Regions from separate parts of the Drosophila melanogaster genome. Here region 1 is linked to region 2. The links are chromatin contacts, called in public HiChIP or PLAC-seq maps. All regions are on one chromosome and are shown on one strand. Each heading gives the region's core, a stretch centred on a gene start, on an enhancer-like site or on the middle of the called end of the contact. The rest is flanking DNA. Distances are from core to core; before and after follow the strand shown. Region 1 holds the start of mor (moira). Region 2 holds the start of cv-d (crossveinless d).

What was found. HiChIP or PLAC-seq counts read pairs in DNA pulled down with a chosen protein or histone mark.
Region 1: a Psq HiChIP or PLAC-seq map of the Kc167 cell line shows a contact between it and region 2, with 2.1 times the contacts expected there. The contact joins the promoter of mor here to the promoter of cv-d in region 2. A contact is called at or near these places in 1 of 1 datasets of contacts at CTCF or cohesin (the Kc167 cell line), 26 of 107 Hi-C or Micro-C datasets (the Clone 8 cell line, the D17-c3 cell line, the Kc167 cell line and 9 more) and 3 of 6 datasets of contacts at active chromatin or transcription factors (all in the Kc167 cell line).

What each region holds. Positions count from the first base shown.
Region 1 is chr3R:15,970,710-15,974,756 of dm6, forward strand. It overlaps mor (moira), which reads right to left and starts at 2,204. Exons shown (of 8, transcript NM_079649.4): 1 at 1,987-2,204; 2 at 1,770-1,895; 3 at 665-1,589; 4 at 284-614; 5 at 1-220. The coding sequence starts at 2,103. Hel89B (Helicase 89B) reads left to right here and starts at 2,589. Exons shown (of 7, transcript NM_169693.2): 1 at 2,589-3,115.
Region 2 is chr3R:15,851,209-15,855,564 of dm6, forward strand. It overlaps cv-d (crossveinless d), which reads right to left and starts at 2,373. Exons shown (of 15, transcript NM_169676.2): 1 at 2,070-2,373; 2 at 1,520-1,719; 3 at 542-769; 4 at 1-480. The coding sequence starts at 2,100. Hmt-1 (Heavy metal tolerance factor 1) reads right to left here. Exons shown (of 6, transcript NM_142246.3): 5 at 4,321-4,356; 6 at 2,660-4,257. The coding sequence ends at 2,888.

The DNA.
Region 1 (4,047 bases), core at 954-3,453, 120 kb after region 2:
TTGCGGATTTATGGACTGTAGACCTGATGGCGTATCCGAAAGAATGTGAAAGTGTGAGGTTGGTGGTGGACCCATAGGGGTGGGGCGGACATCCGCATCGATCTGGTAGTTAATCAGGCCCCATTGCTCCAAGAAGGCGTGTACTCGCATTATGGCGCACACATCTCCGGCAAGATTACGCCTACAAGCTGTGCTGGTCAAATACTCCGTCGGATTGAGCCTGAAATAGATGAGTAACATATTCAAAACTATTTGCTGCAAAAAAAATGGAGCTTCAACTTACCTGTACGTATCAATCATAAAATTCCTGTAGGCCATATAGATTTCTGGTGTCTTTGACTTATTCTTGCTGTTAAAGAATTCCGGCATGGCCCGTTTCTCGATCACATGAATGGAGTTGTAATCAAACCAAGCCGAGTACGAAGGCACGATAATGTGGTGCGTCTGCTCGGTCACATTGTCCTCCATATCCTCTTTGGCCGATGAAGAGAATTCCTGCGTGTTGCTGTTATCACTTGTCTTGCCTGTCTGCGAGTTTTCCCCATCTCCGGTAGACATGGCTTGAGCGGCGCTTCCTCCAGTCATTTCGTCATCCAGATCGGTCATAGTGCCACCTAGATATCAGTTTGTTTAGTCAATGCAGATATAAGATAACAAAACTTACCTTTAATGGGCATCATGTCGTTGTCGCCACGAGATTTACCGCCCGGAGCTGGACTGGCGGTGGACTGCAAGGCGGCATTTGCCTTATGAACCTCCTGAACATTGGGCTCGGCCGGCGGATCATCCAGATCGCGAGTTAAGTCCTCGTCATCATCGTCGTTGCGCGACTTTTTGTGCACCACGGCGGGAGAACGCTTACGCTTGCCCGGCTTTGAGGTGGATGCCGAACTGGCGGGAGATGGTGAACGGCGTCTCTTCTGCTTGCCTCCGCCCGAGCTGGCAGCAGGCTTCTTCTTCTCGTCGCCGAATGACATGATGTCGTCTATGGACATACGCTGTTTGTGCGTCTTCTTCTTGCCCTGTTCGTCAACCTCGTAGTCCTCCTCGGCCATCCACTCATTGTACTGCTCCAGGTCCACGATCCAGGATGCAGACACACGCCAACGTTCCGCCGGTGACTCGGGATTCTCCGGAATGTGATCGGGCAGGTCAAAGTTATTCACAGCCCAAGAATCGTAGGACTCGGGGAAGTAGTACCAATGCAGCATCACATGTCCGCCGCGCTTGAAAATGGGCCGCGCATACTCGTCGGGATGTGGGTCCACCACAGGATAGACGATATGGGTGGCGTCCTCCTCGTCCGACACAATCTCTACCCGTCGATTGTCCAGGATCTCGCGCAGTTTTCCCTCGAAGCCCTTTTCAATCTCCGGCCGAATATAGATGTACGGTATGCGATACAAGTCCGCCTCGACCAACGCCTGCTCAATCTCGATCAGCAGCTGGATGTTGGGATCCTTGCGCGTGGGATTCTTGCCAATGGAGAAGTCGAACTTCTTGCCGCGTTGCTCGGCCCGGAAACGGAACATGGTCGAGAAAATGATGCACAGACCACCGCCGCTCTTGAAGTCCAGAAAGCAACGCATCTGGTGTGGGTGGTACGATTATTAGAGATATGTTTTAATGTACGTAAATCATGTAGCTAAATACAAAATATAAGCTAGTGGTCCAAACATTTGGCCATTGGAGGATTAATATTTACGTGTACACACGCAACACGGGGCACCCTGTCCCCCTCACCAACCACAGGCACTATCAATACTAACCGGAATTCTGGTTGCCGGCGGATCCGCTGAGTTCTTGCCCAGCTTGGCTTCCACATACTGCAGGAAGTGAATGAGCAATTGGGCCAAGGACTCCTTCGTGATGGGCTCCGAACTGTGGGCCAAATACTGCAATAAATACGGTTGTGAGTAAATCGTTTTTTTTTCGCCGCCTGACAGCGCCATTTTTGTTTGCGGCGGCGTTGTTGTTGGCACGCACCTTCTTGCAGTTCTTCTGCAGCCACTGGCGAATCGATTCAAAGCCCTGCAGCGTCTCCGGCGACTGGAAAAAGTCTATATTCGGACTTCCGTCCTTCTTAGGACCCAGTGTGTTCATGTTGCGGCACTTTTGTGGACTTTTTGTCAATTATCTTTTCACTTTTCCACGCCAAAAAGCCAATAAACGCTGCGTTGATAAAATAGAGATGGTATTTAAATCGATGTTGTTGTGACAGTCGTTATCGATATTTCAGCTATCTCCACTGAAAGTTATCATTATTTTAATCTTAGGTTAGGTTAATATATAAACCTATTGGTTGGTGGAAGCCATATATTAAATAACAAGAAAACATATTGGCTGTTAAGAGAATTATATAGACTTCGAAAAAGTTATAGCTAGCTAACGTGTCAGTTAGCTTTACATCTCAGTGGGAACAAGCTATTATGTGAAAATTGCTGTTAAATTCAATAATGCCATCTGGTCACAGTGGCGGTGGTGCTGTATTGGCGTCCCGCTCGCGCCGCCTAAAAACCGATGCACCACGATAGTCAGGCCGCACATATAAATGCGACTCCATCGCGCTAACATGGCTGCTGGGAACCGAAAACTTAAAAATATTGTGCTGTCAGAGTGTGTTTGCATCAGCGTGAAGCCCAGTGTTAAGTTAAAACATTGACTGCCTACGCCCACCAACGACAATTGCCGTAAATCGAATTCTGCCGTTATTCGCAACGCCGGATTCCCATCCGTGTGTCCGTCGCGAGTGTGCCAGTGTGCGTGAAAATAAAAAGTCAATGGTGCGTGAGTGCGAGTGAGTAGGAAGAAAGCAAAAGCGATTGGATTGATTTGTGACGCTGCTGGCGAAAAGCAGTACCCAGTACCCCTTTCCTTGGGCCAAAACACACACATACGTACGGCTATAGTAACTCAGCATCGATTGTACAGTTTGAGAGCAAACAATTCAATTAGAAAATGCAGAGCGCATGAGTTGAATTGTGAGTGGGCGCCCCACATAAGCTGACTGCTACCGCACAACGAAGGGAACTAGAAAGAGGAGTGCGTAGTGCGGAGAGAAGAGCAAATGCGAAGCGAAGAGGAAGAGAGCGAGAGAGAGCAACCATTGCCAAAGGTAAGTGATATAACACTCGGAGATCGGGAGTGGGAATGCGAATAGGAACATAAGGAACCCCTAAATTCTTATCCTAGATTGCAACATTATTTATATGGCAGCAACTTATCGCTTCCGCTTGCTTGTGTGCGTGCGATAGAGATAGATAGAGTGGGGCCAAGGGGCTCTGTTTATTGATAAGAGAGGAGAGCGAGCGAGAGAGAGGGAGAGAGAGAGGAGGTGGGCGCCAACGCAGCAAAACAGCGGAAATCCTTTACAAAAACTTGGTCTACCACTAGCTCTTTGTCTTCGCCTTCTAGTCTCTCTCATCTTGGCAGCCCGTTCTAGTGCGCGTATTTTTAGTCGCAACACATTGCCCAATTCGCCAGCCGCTATTTGTGTCGTCCATTTGTTCATTCATCGGGCTCTTTTTCCGATTTCAGTGGGTGGCATTTAACAATAATCCCTGCGTTCGCTGTCCACGTCCACATTACGATACGTTTAGTGCACGGAAAGAAATAAGCATGTGGTTTCATAATATTAGCTATTGAAAAAAGTTCTTAAATTTAAGCCTCACTCGATTCTGATGCATGAAATATTATTGGATTGTAAATGAGCGTCATGTTTTGGTATACAAATCTCAAAGTAATTTAAAAATTCTCATCTTACCGTACCTTGAACCACTACCAATCATCTCAGTACAGCATTTCAGCGAATTTCTCACTGTGCACTACAATGCCAGGCGGTACAAGCACCTGTATTTATTTATGGTCCGCTGCCGTAATCGACTGCAGTCGCCGCTTCCCTCTCTCTTTTGCTACCAACAACTTGGGGTAGGGCACCTGAACTAGTTTCAAACGGCGGCGGTCGGCCTTTTCAGCTTTTTCGCATTTGCCATTTTCCCGCGGTTCGCAACATCAGCGACATTTGTCACAGTTTCTTAAAGAACATTT
Region 2 (4,356 bases), core at 1,123-3,622:
CGTCCCCGCCTGGGCAATCAGCGTCTCCTGCTGCTGAGGGCTACGACCTCCAGTGGGATCGTTGGGATCCAGCCGCTGCAGCTCCAGGTTGGATGGCTCTGCTGCCATTGAGGTTTCAATATCGATGGGATTGTCGATGGGCGTCTCGTTAAGGAAATTGAGCAGCAACTCCGAGTTAATGAATTGTGCTTCTCCCGTGGATTCGAACGTGTGGATCAGGGTTGTGCCCTTGGCATGGGCCATGCTCAGATAGTAACCCGTTTCGTTGTGCGGTGACATCCCGTAGATGGCCTCATTGCCAATGATCACACTCTTCTGGTGATCGAATTCGCACGTATTGGGCGGCACGTTGCTGCGTGTAGTGTGAACCGCCTCCGAGTACGGCTTGCAGGTCTTGACCTCCGGCGTTTTGCGGATGGAGATGTAGTTTGTCCTGTTGGACACAAAGTACTCCGTGCGGCAAGTGCCGTGAATACCCAGCTACCAGTAAAAATAATAAAGTTTAAATTAGGAATTATGTATATCGGATGGTATAACTTACCTCATCCACGACGAAGGCCCCGCTGGACTTCATCTGGAACTGCAGCACCGATGCGATGGCCCGCTTGAAGTTCATGCTCCATATGGGATCGCCTTCCTTGAAGACCACATGTGAGATGGCGCCATCCTTGGTGAGAGCGATCTTGAAGGGCTTGTAGGGCGGGTACATCTCCTTGTTCTGCAGGAACTTCTCGCCGGAGTTGTTCAGCGTTACATCGTCTATGACCAGCTGTCGGGTAGAGAGCGAGCGAGAGAGAGAGAGAGCAGAGCAGAGCAGACGATTAGCCGGGAAAGCCCTGCAATAATGCTGTAATCTTCTATCGACCAGGGTCGAGCCCAACTGAACCGGCTGATAAGACGCGCCGAGACGCCGTTTATCTGGCCAGCAGAAATTAGTCAGATCGGCGCTCTCATATGGCGTACATGCACCATACCATGCCCAGGCGCAGGTCCAGATGCCTGATCACTGATAAGCGAGGGACTCTCTACTCCTAGAGAGTCACTCTCAGTCAAAACAATCAGAGCTGATTAACAAAAGGGAATGGCATTATCTGTGGGGGCTCAATGAAAGAAGTTCACAACCGAGTTCAGTTTATTGTGGCGAATCCGCTCCGATCTTTTCCAGAGTCGCTACCGCTCAGTGAATGGTTAAATTGTCTTTAATTCATCTGCGAATTCTTCTTCGTCTGCGGAGGCTGACAAGAAGTCGCGCTGCAGATGGTGATGGGGAATGGGAAGTGGAATATGGGAATGGGGGCTATAGAATGCGCCGATTGGATCGTATAAATTGATAATGAAATCAATAAATTGATTTGATTTTTCACCGATTTCCAATTGATATACACATTCTTCTACATACAAGAAGTATGAGTAAATACTAGTATGGATCGATTTGTATAAACAAAAATAATATTGAGAAACGCTTGCCGGAGATCAACTGAAACATCTCCGAAACTGGAACTGATCCTAGACAACTTACCGCCGCAGCCAAGACCAGCTCGCTTTGCCGCTGGAGCGTCAGCTTGCCCCGCACAATCCATCCGGTGGTGGGTGGCGCCTGGTGGCCCTCGTCCTGGGGCTTTGCACCCACCAGGACATTGCCCTCGTACTCGTAGAGCATCTGTTTGTTGAGGCCAATGATGCTGAAGGCATGGCCGGCATCGAAGATCAGGAACAGATCTGCCGGATAAATAGATAAATGGGAAATTGAACTTCAATTCGATGGATGCTCCTCCCATCCGCTCGTGTTCATCCATCCCTCCCGCCATCTATGTCGCATTCGCGCGGACGGGCAATAAACTCTTCAATTATCAATTGAATTTCTTATATATATATATATATAGATATATACTAAATGTGCATGTGTATATATAATATATATAAACATATTTGAATGATCGCAAAACGCTTTAATCAATGTTGCTTCTAGGTTTCTTTTTGATGCGCGCCTCGTCAATGAATAATTACGTCATATTCTTTTATTAGTTTCTGATACAGTTGGGATTATCAACTAGGTTACTCTCACGTACACACAAACACGGAACACTTGAGTAGCCTCATGGCCTGCTACTTGCTACTAGCTACTTCCTTCCGAGGTCGTGGCACTCGCTTTTCCACAGATCTTCCGACGCTTTTCACTTCGCGCACAGATTTCTCAATGTAGTATCAGTGAATATATGTATATATATTATATATAATATATATATCAACGCGACTGTATATTATCAGATTTTTCAAAGAAGCCGACGCTTTTCCTCCTTTATCGCCAACGCGTCTAATTCCCGGATCACAGCTCGACACGTCCGCTCTGTTCGCGATCCAAGCTCAAACTGAGCGGACATAACAGCCGGATGGTTGGCCTTGCTGGAGGTTTCGTTGATAAGAATCATGCTGCGAAGAGCAGCTTGGCAGCTGGGCTCTCTTACGATCTCTTGGGAAATGTCCTATAAATAGATTTTTGCCGCGTCCACTGGAACAACGTCTTACGGACCAGAAAACGGATTCTCAAATCTGATACATTCTGTTTAGAGGATTTTAAGATATCTTGCATAACATTATCTTACAATATTCCCAAGGACAATTTCGTATCCCTTCAAGACTTAATAATTTAATAAGGACTAGAAATACACAATATTGCGCTATTTATTTGGTACCAGACACATTTAAATTATATTAAATCTCGCGGATTGTCTATAAAAATCTACGTTATTTATTAGTATAAGAGTAGCATATAAGGTTACTTATAGACGAACTAAGACTTTGACGAGCTGCTCTCATACGTATAACAATACACCACAAATCACATGGAATCAGGAATATCAGAAACTACTCTGTATGTCACTTAAGGCTAGCGTGCTCCCCCATGAGCATGTCCTGCCCTGAAGTGGGCACCACCCGTTCCAGTACCACTTGGTCCTCCTGCTCCTCCTGCCCTGCGTTTCTCCGATCCCGATTCTGCACTAGCGTCTCCGTTATCAGAACCACCACTCTGTTCTGCATCTAGATTCTTGAGTTGCTGTTGCCACATGTCCGCGTAGATGCCATCTTCGCGCAGCACAAGCTCTTCGTGTCGCCCACGCTCCGCTATGCTTCCCTGCTGCAGGACCAGAATCTCGTCCGCATGGATGATGGTGGAAAGACGATGGGCAACAATGATGGTGGTACGATTTGCGCACACCCTGGCCAAAGCAGCCTGAATATTGCGTTCTGTGTGGGTGTCCAAAGCTGAGGTGGCTTCATCCAGGAGCACAATAATGGGCGCCTTAAGAAGCGTTCTGGCGATGGCTACGCGTTGCTTTTCACCTCCACTGAGCCGCAGACCTCGTTCGCCCACCTTTGTCTCATATTTCTCCGGAAAGCCGAGAATCCTTTCGTGAATGTCGGCGGCGCGAGCAGCCTCATAGACAGCTTCGTCCGAAGCGCCCAACTTGGCATATTCAATGTTGTAGAAGATGGTGTTGTTAAAGAGAACCGTATCCTGGGGCACCACTCCAATGGCCTTTCGCAGACTCTGCTGCTGCACAAGCTTGATGTTTTGTCCGTCAATCAGGATAGCACCAGTCTGCACATCGTAAAAGCGGAAAAGCAGCCGCATGATGGTGCTCTTACCGGCTCCAGAGGGTCCAACAATCGCTACCGTCTTACCGGCCGGAACTGTGAAGCTCACATTGCGCAGCACTATCTTCTCCGGTGAATAGCCAAAGGTCACGTTTGAGAACTCAATGCCACCGCCGGCAGTTAGAAGGGGCGAACAGCCTGGGGCATCCACAATCTCTTCCTCCTCTTTCAGCAGATCGAACATGTTCTCCATGTCCACGAAGTTCTTCTGTATGGCTCGGTAATAGGTGCCGAACCAATTCAGTGGCATGTACAATTCCATCAGATAGGTGGAGAAGAGCACAAAATCGCCCACGGTGAGGGTTTGATGGTGAACTACCAAGTATACACAGAGCAGCGATCCGGCCAGTAGGCCCAAGCACAAAATAATATTCTGGGCTGTGTTCAGCATGTTGAGTGTCAGCATTGAGAGGAACTCTTCCTTTTGGTACTTGAGAATGGCCTCCCTGTAGCAATCCACCTCGTAGTGCTCCGCTCCGTAGTACTTGACTGTTTCGAAATTGAGAAGGGAGTCCACGCTGCGAGCTCGCTGCTCATTGTCCGCCAGGTTCATTCTCCTCTGGTACTTGGTTCTCCATTCAGTGATTGCAATGGTAGAGGCTGTAAAACGGAAGGATATTTTGAAATACGAATGGAATTAATCGAATAATTTTTATCACTTACCTATATACAGGAACATGGTGAGGAAGACGATTAGGC